Regions from separate parts of the Mus musculus genome. Here regions 2 and 3 are each linked to region 1. The links are chromatin contacts, called in public HiChIP or PLAC-seq maps. All regions are on one chromosome and are shown on one strand. The core of a region is the stretch at or near the end of the contact, and the rest is flanking DNA. Distances in the headings are between cores, read along the strand shown. Region 1 holds the start of Arhgap21 (Rho GTPase activating protein 21). Region 2 has its middle 94 kb from the start of Enkur. Region 3 has its middle 41 kb from the start of Enkur.

Region 1 (2,700 bases), core at 145-2,644:
CATGTTCCAAAGACCATGAAGAGAAAAATTTACAACAGAGGCAAAGAAATAGTGAGCTCAGGAGGGCGGGCTCACTGGAGATGTGGCTACTGCCATCACTGTCGTCTCAATAGAGAACAACAACGTTCAGCACCTTTAACAAGCAAATTACAGGAACTATATAAAACAAAGTAAATACGATAGAACCATAACATAAACTCCACGTACACCAGCTCAAAATCAAGGAATAAAGGAATAAAAGACACCAGAGCAAGTGATGCCAAAAGTGAACAGATTTTCTACAAATTCTGTTCGGGTGGCTCAAAAAAAAAAAAAAAAATTTTTTTTTTTTTACAAGCCCTAAGTAACTTCTCAGCCAGCCGTTCTCTGCACTTCAGTGAAAGGCACCTGCCACCCACAAGAGCCCACAGAACCGTGCAGCGGTATACGGGCCAACTGAGCTTAATAAAAGAACAGCAAAGCCAGAAGATTTCCAGGAGGTTGGAATTTCAACACCACAGGTGTTTTCCAAGACTGAGTCTAAACCGTCCATGGAAGCCTTCGATTCCCACCCAAAGCTGCTATAGGCACCACTAGGAACCAGGATCCCTTCCCATCTGAGTCGAAAACATTGGATTCCGGCCGCACCAAAGAGTACCACCTGCCCTCGCCACAGAGGATGTAACACACACAAGAGTTACATAAAGCCAGCCCCAAGCTGACCAGTGTCCAAAACACTGGAGGAAAAATGGATGCTGAATATTACTGGTCTCAGGCTTCTCGGGAAGACATGGAAGACTGCCCCCTGCTCAGAAGGGTAACCAGGATTCTGGCATGTAAGACAGACTTGCCCCTGCTAATTAATCGCTAAAGTCCCTAGAAACAGTCCTAGGCCAGGTTTCACCTCCCTCCAGGTCAACTGGGGCGCTGCCACCAAACAGCTGACCGACCGACTCAATGGCAGACGACCCCGTACTCTCAGCACGCTCACAGACATGAGCCACCGCCCAGCTAGCTGGCTTACCTCACAGGCAGAGGCCGCCCCACAGGCCTTGAGTTTGTCACCATCTTCCTCAGGCAGACCAGTCCAATGTGTGGCCATCATTTCATTTCAAATTGTAAAGGGACAAATCCTTTGGAGTCCACATTGGAGAAGTGCCACCACACACCAAACGGGAAGCAATTCCACAGCAGATTCTGAGGCGATGAAGGACTGGTCAAAAAAACGATTTGCAGGAAGCCCCTTCAAATACCTTCTTCAACAGACTTAGCCCTCTTCATTTCTCCAGTCTTAAAGTTCAAGGGCGACAGGTTTCCTTGGCAGGTAGGGTGGAAGCCAAGTGCAGAGAGAAGAGGTCCGCTTCCAGGCGGTGTTACTCGGAGGCCAGAGAAAAATCAGCTTTCGGAGAGCCTTCCTGGAACAGGGAGAAGTTAATGAAGGACATGAACTTTCCCCAGGCGCCGATCTTTAGCCTTGCCACAAGCCCGGACCAAGCTCCCCCTCTCCCACAATACGAAGAAGTAAAGTCTACTAAGGTGAATCCTCTCATGCAACAATTAAAAAAGAAGGAAAACGCCTGAAGGTCGGTTAGAGAAAGAGAACGAGACCTCAGAACTGCCCCGGTGGCTATGTCAAACACGCCTGGCTGCTATGAAGCCTTCGAGAAGGGGGGAGAAAAAATCCCGATTCAAGTGCTGCATTTCCTGGGCAACGCCGAGGCAGTGGGCTCATTCTGCAGCACCCGGACACCTACTCTTAAGCGAAGTTTTCTCCGCACCGGGTTAGACTCGCAGACGCCCTACAACTCCCCAACAAACAAACAAAAAGCCAGCTCGGACCAGGGCGGGCGTGGGCTCGGCGGCGTCTGTGGCGGCGGCCGCCCGGGCCGCGGGTGACTCCGGCCGGCCGTGGCAGCCTGCCCTGCGCCCCGGCCCGCGCCCCCAAGGAGACGGCTGTTTTCCTTGGCCCGCGGCGGGGATGGGTGGGGAGGCGTGCGGCCGCGGGTGGGACGCGGCGCCGCTCCCGCTCCCGCTCCGGATCCCTAGCATGCTTCGGAAGAGCCGCGGCCCCGGCAACTCTCAGCTCCCGGCTACGGCCCCCCACCCCCGAGCCCGGCTCGCCCTCCCCGCCGGCCACCTGAAGCAGAGGGGAAAGCGACGAGCAAACCACCCACCTACCACTATTTCCTCCGCCCCTTCCTGAGGCGGGTCGCCGGCGCGGGCTCCCGGGAAGCGCGGCCGGGGCGCGTGCGGGAAGCAAGGGCTCCGCTCGGCAGCTCGGCCCGCGGCGGGGCGCGCTAGGCCGCGGCTCGGTTAATATTCATGAGGCGCCGCCCCTCCTCCGCAGCCCGCCGGACCCCGGCGCCCGCCGCTCGCCTTTGTGCCCCGGCCTCCCTCGCTGCACACACGCGGGCGCGGCCTCCGCGGGCCCGCGCTTCAGCCCCAGGCGGTGAGAGGAGCGGCCACGCAACGGAGAACGCGGGTTAAGGGTCGGCTCCCAGGCAGCGCCGCGACCTGCCCCGGCCAGCCTCGGGCTCTGGGCGCCGCGGGAGGGCGTGGGGCGGGGCGGCGGCCGCCGCACTCAAGCCTGGCCGGGCCGGCCGGGGCCCCACGCTCCCGCGCCCGCGATCGCCGAGCGCGAGACTGGCCGGGCCGGCGGGCGCGCGAGCTGCTTCCCGGGGGCGGACTGCTCGCGCCTTCCTTCTGGATCCACCTCCTTCT
Region 2 (2,700 bases), core at 152-2,651, 140 kb after region 1:
CTAGAGTCATCTGGAAGAAGTCAATTGAGAGATGCCTCTAACAGATTGGTGTGGGAGGTCTGTGGTGCATCTTCTTGATGAGCTGTTTAGGTGGGGCCCAGCTCACTCTGGACAGTGACAGGCATGGGAAGGTGGTTCTATGTAGTATAAAGAAGCGTCCGGTGCAAAACATTAAGCTGTACCCCTGATAGCTTTGTTTGAGCTCTGGTCTCCACCATCTTGCTTGGGTTTCCCTCAGTGATGTGGAAAGCTGCTCATGTCAGCTCTAAGATGAAATAAACCTGTTCCTCCCCAAGTTGCTTTCAGTCATGGTGTTTATCACAGGAATAAAGAGGTGTTTGCCTGACAGCACTAAACCCTGGGTTAAATCCCTACATCCATAAGAGGGTGAAACAAAACAACCTTTTGGGAAGTTGATTTTACTATGGGTTGATTTTGCCTTAAATAGAGACAGAAACTAAGATATGTTCTCTCTATAGGCAAGCATTTCCCTGCATGCAGTGTAACATGTCATAGGTGACTGATTAAAAGAAACAACAGGAGGAAAGTCACTTCCTAAGAGATGTGGGGTCTGAGGTGGGTAGGAATGGGCAGGCATGCAAAAGCCATTGTCAGAGGTGGGAGCAGCTCAGTGACAGAGCACTTGCCTTGCTGGCCCTGAGCTGGATCTCCAGAACTACCACAAATTCATTAATTAGTTAATTAATCTAAAGAAATGTTAAGCTTAAAATTTATAACATGGGGAGAGACAACATCATACACTTTCATTCCTCAGATTTCATAGTTGGCTGTTTTGATTGTGGTGGGCAAGGGGAGTACAGGAATCAAGCGAAGCCTTTATACACGCTTTTGGAAGTGTATCATAGCCTCTTAGCTGTCCTAAATATAATATGCTCTCCACACAACTAGAGGCAGGCTGGCAGGGCAGGGAAGCCCATTACAGTTCTTTTTGTTTGTTTTGTTTTGTTTTTCTGAGACAGTGTTTCTCTGAGTAGCCCTGGTTGTCCTGGCATTCACTCTGTAGAACAGGCTGGCCTTGAACTCAGAGATCTTCCTGCCTCTGTCTCCTAAGTGCTGGAACTAAAGGCAGTGCCTGGCTCACTCCAGTTTTTCAGCAGGGACCTTCTGGGTGTCATGTACCCAATACTTCTCTCTAGACCAGTGGTTCTCAACCTTCCTAGGGCTGCGGCCCTTTAATACAGTTCCTCATGTTATTGTGACCTCCAACCATAAAATTATTTTTGTTGCTACTCCATGACTGCAATTCTGCTACTGTTAATGAATCGTAATGTAAGTATTTTTGGAGACAGAGGTTTGCAGAAAGGGTCTCAGTCCACAAGCTGAGATCTACTTCTTTAAATTTTAGCAAGTTTGTCACTGAAGTCACAAACTGCTGAGTCACTGCAGTCTCTGCTCCCTGCAACTGCTTTTCCTGAGGCAGGCCTGCTGTGGTCCTGGCTGTGGTGCAAGCTGCAGGCCCTGGAGGTTTGTGAAGTCCTTTTCCTCCCTGGCCATCATCCTGATTTTATGGCATGATTTTCTCATATTCACTATCTTCTTCAGTTCCATTTCTATTGATGTGGAGAAAAAAAATGCTAGGCAGACTGACAAGTTGTAAACAATGATGCCAGGGAGTATTAAATTAATTGACAAAATTAAATAATTCTTGTCTGTGAAAGTTATGAATCCTCAACATTTTAATGCATGTTAAAAATTACTCAGAGAGACTGAACCACCAACCAAAGAGCATGCAGGGGCTGGACATAGGCCCCCTACACATATATAGCAGATGTTTAGCCTGTCTTTATGTGGGCCCTAACACTTGGAGTGGAGGCTGTCTCTGACTCAGTTGCAGGCCATTGGATCCCCCTCCCCTAACTGGACAACCTCGTTGGAATAGGATGCACGTAGGCCTACTGTGACTGGTTGTCTCAATAGGGTGGCGAGGGGGGTGTGGGGGGAGGAGAGGGGAGCTTCCCTTTCTTTGAGAAGGGGGGATGAATTTGTAAGGGTGGGACTGGGAGGAGAGGAGGGACTGTGGGGGGGGGGCATGATCGGCTCTAAAGTGAATGAACAAACAAATAAATAAATAAATAGTAATAAGACTGTTCCTAGCAATGCTAAGCTTAGACCATAAAGAACAAAGGAACAAGGGGACTGGAGAGATGGTGGTTAAGAGAACTGATTGCTCTTCCAGGCGGCTATGTTTGATTTTAAGCCACCTACCTATGTGATGGCTCACAACCATCTTTAATTCCAGTACCAGGGGACCCAATGCCTTCTTCTGACCTCCATGGTCATCAGGTACACACATGGTACATAGACATGTAGACAAAATACCCATACACACAAAATTGTACAGAATCCCAGAGTCATCTGGTAGGAACAACACTTACAGCACACACACTCCCTGGTGGTTAAGGCTCTTCCTGATTCAAGGCTCTGCAACCCCTTCCTAATAACTAAGGTGTCCATTCCTACCTCACCTTCTGGCACAATGCTACAGAATTGTTAAAAAAAAAAAAAAGAACTGACCTTAGATGGGGCTGGGTCATTGTACTTGGTAGGCAGGCAAAGGAAAACCCAGTACAAGGTGCTATAGTATTGTGCCTCTTTGGTTGGCTTTGGCCTTTCTGCCTGGTTCTCAGGATTGAGTTTCTGTTGTGTGTTTTGCTTCATGCTATGCTCTATTTCCTACAT
Region 3 (2,700 bases), core at 106-2,605, 200 kb after region 1:
TATGTAGGTGCTGGGGATTTGTACTTAGACCCTTATGCTGCTTCAGGCAGTGATGTCACTCACTGAGCCATTGTCCAGCCCTCAGCCCAATCTTTTTTTTTTTTAAATTAGGTATTTATTTCATTTACATTTTCAATGCTATCCCAAAAGTCTCCCACGCCCTCTCCCCCACTCTCCTCCCCCCCTACTCCCACTTCTTGGCCCTGGCTTTCCCCTGTACTGAGGCATATAAAGTTTACACCACCAATGGGCCTCTCTTCCCACTGATGGCCGACTAGGCCATCTTCCGCTACATATGCAGCTAGAGACACGAGCTCCAGGGGCTACTGGTTAGTTCATATTGTTGTTCCACCTATAGGGTTGCAGATCCCCCCAGCTCCTTGGGTACTTTCTCTAGCTCCTCCACTGGGGGCCCTGTTTTCCATCCAATAGCTGACTGTGAGCATCCACTTCTGTGTTTGCTAGGCCCCGGCATAGTCTCACAAGAGACAGCTATATCAGGGTCCTTTCAGCAAAATCTTGCTGGCATATGCAGTGGTGTCAGTGTTTGGAGGCTGATTATGGGATGGATCCCCGGGTATGGTAGTCTCTGGATGGTCCATCCTTTCGTCTCAGCTCCAAACTTTGTCTCTGTAACTCCTTCCATGGGTGTTTTGTTCCCAATTCTAAGAAGGGGCAAAGTAGCCACACTTTGGTCTTCATTCTTCTCGAGTTTCATGTGTTTCGCAAGTTGTATCTTATATCTTGAGTATTCTAAGTTTCTGGGCTAATATCCACTTATCAGTGAGTACATATTGTGTGAGTTCCTTTGTGATTGGGTTACCTCACTCAGGGTGATGCCCTCCAGGTCCGTCCACTTGCCTGGGAATTTCATGGACGCTCATGCTGTCTCTGTGGTTGTAGAGACTCTGGACCTTAGTGTCTGTCTGTAAATGATGTTGCTCAGGATATAATGCACACATCTCACAGTTCTTCCTGAACAGGTCTATCAAATAGCTACAGTATCTGTACATCTCTAGTAGTAAAACTGGAATTAAAATTCATGGGTAAAAGCAAGATAACGTGAGAAACAAAGCAATGATCCTTTAAATATCACAGGCTGTAATCTTAGTTTATTTATTTTGTTGCCTTAAGAAGGTTGTACCATATCACTTATAAAGGGACTAGCCCATGGAGACTATGAGTTTGAAGAGGAAAATAGAGAAGGCCTTTGTTTGCAAAAATCCAAGTGAGAGCAGTTTTTGAAACTGCTGCTTAAGTGGTGTCAATAGCTGTGAAGCTGCTGGCACGTGACCTTGGTCACGTGGAATGACAATTTAGGCCTTTATCCCTTCTTATCGTGAACATTCTTACACCATTCCCGAAGGATCTCTAAAGCTGTTCTAAGAAATGGTTGTATCATCCTAAGCTTGCATCTGCTCAGCTCTTGATTGCCTCAGGAAAAAAAAAAAAAAAAAAAAAACCCTACTCTTTTATAATGTTTTGCATAGCAACGTCCCAAACACAGCAAACACAATGCTGCTTGGAAAATACAGAGTCTGGGAGAAATACAGCTATGCAGAGACCGGGCGTATGTTCCCAGAAACCACTTGGGGACCAAGTAGCTACTCTTTCATGACAGCTGCAAAGGGCCGAATCACTCCAGGTTCTCATTTCCTGAAAGTCTTCCTTAGCAATTCTTACAAACAAAGTTTTATTTTATTCTGAAATCAAGTGAAAAAGATCTTTTTTTTTTTTAAAAAAATCAATGTTTATTGGAAGGCAAGAAGCCCTTTCAAGATGATGTGTACTCCCATAAGGATGGGCTGCATACTTCAGAAGTATAGTCAGTATATAAGTATACATGGGTCTAGAACAGTTTCTATAGAAACAAAATGTTCCTCCATTGAATGGAAAGATAATTGTTGTAGTAAATTTCCATACTGATGTCCAAGCTACACAAGTTGCTCATTAGTTGGGAGTCAAATTTATCTGATTATATATTCCAACACTTTCTGAAATAAGCTGGCGTTAGCTCTGAGGAGATGGCAAGATGCTTTCCTTCTCAAGGTTCAAACCAGAACTCACCTAACCCAGCACTAAAGACGCCTTGTGGTGTCTTATACAGTCCCAAGTTCCTGTCAACCCCATTCTCAGAGCACCCTCTCCACTAAACTGCATCAGAGGATGCTCCTACCATGGCTCATAGGACTTGCTCTGAAGAAGAGAGCAGGGCGCAATGTATTGCAGGCTTTGGGAACAAGTCAAGGCGTCAAATAGAGTTTCACTTTGGAAGGCTTCAGAGAGCTGGCTTTGAGCAAGGTGTTTCTGTGTTGGTTTTGTAGTTTTGAGGCAGGGTCTCATGATGTCGTCTGGCTTGAAATGTGTATTGATCCTCTTACATCGGCTTCCTAAATGCTAGGATCACAGATGTAGGATCACCATGCCCAACTTTGAGCAAAGTTTCCACTTCTCTTAAGATGTGCAGTCTCAGCTGAGCCTGGTAGCACAGGCCTGGAATCCCAGATACTTGGAAGGCTCATACTGGAAGGCCACATGTAGTGACAATTTTGGAATTTTGTTTTCTTTAAAAAAAGCAACAGAGAAATATTATAAGAACATGTTTTCATTTTAATCCCAGGTGCTTTAATCTGGGGCTGCTTCTCAGCAGATGGCTGTGATATGCTTCCGGCATTAGCAGAAAGACATTATTTTGCCAGA

Evidence for each region. HiChIP or PLAC-seq counts read pairs in DNA pulled down with a chosen protein or histone mark.
Region 2: an H3K4me3 HiChIP or PLAC-seq map of bone marrow-derived macrophages shows a contact between it and region 1, with 5 times the contacts expected there. The contact joins the enhancer-like site here to the promoter of Arhgap21 in region 1. A contact is called at or near these places in 4 of 39 promoter capture datasets (the 3T3-L1 cell line, cranial neural crest, frontonasal cranial neural crest and 1 more), 1 of 484 Hi-C or Micro-C datasets (the N1E-115 cell line), 12 of 115 datasets of contacts at active chromatin or transcription factors (SST interneurons, bone marrow-derived macrophages, craniofacial prominence and 7 more) and 1 of 9 other capture datasets (adipose tissue).
Region 3: an H3K27ac HiChIP or PLAC-seq map of heart atrium shows a contact between it and region 1, with 6 read pairs. The contact joins the enhancer-like site here to the promoter of Arhgap21 in region 1. A contact is called at or near these places in 3 of 39 promoter capture datasets (HPC-7-derived erythroid cells, macrophages and second pharyngeal arch cranial neural crest), 2 of 484 Hi-C or Micro-C datasets (the AML12 cell line and embryonic fibroblasts), 17 of 115 datasets of contacts at active chromatin or transcription factors (the 230-238 cell line, bone marrow-derived macrophages, craniofacial prominence and 14 more) and 2 of 9 other capture datasets (adipose tissue and liver).

What each region holds. Positions count from the first base shown.
Region 1 is chr2:20,966,327-20,969,026 of GRCm38.p6, forward strand. It overlaps Arhgap21 (Rho GTPase activating protein 21), which reads right to left and starts at 1,395. Exons shown (of 24, transcript NM_001081364.3): 1 at 1,004-1,395. The coding sequence starts at 1,084. It overlaps Gm13375 (predicted gene 13375), which reads left to right and starts at 2,548. Exons shown (of 2, transcript NR_033225.1): 1 at 2,548-2,700.
Region 2 is chr2:21,110,315-21,113,014 of GRCm38.p6, forward strand. It overlaps the pseudogene Gm13377. Among named protein-coding and RNA genes, the nearest start is that of Enkur, 94 kb to the right of the region's middle. Within about 2 kb of position 1,402, at least 21 of the 459 cell types and tissues checked have an H3K27ac peak or open chromatin away from gene starts, as enhancers often do. A contact at or near this core is called in bone marrow-derived macrophages, where this site is marked.
Region 3 is chr2:21,163,061-21,165,760 of GRCm38.p6, forward strand. No RefSeq gene overlaps it. Among named protein-coding and RNA genes, the nearest start is that of Enkur, 41 kb to the right of the region's middle. Within about 2 kb of position 1,356, at least 19 of the 459 cell types and tissues checked have an H3K27ac peak or open chromatin away from gene starts, as enhancers often do. A contact at or near this core is called in adipose tissue and heart atrium, where this site is marked.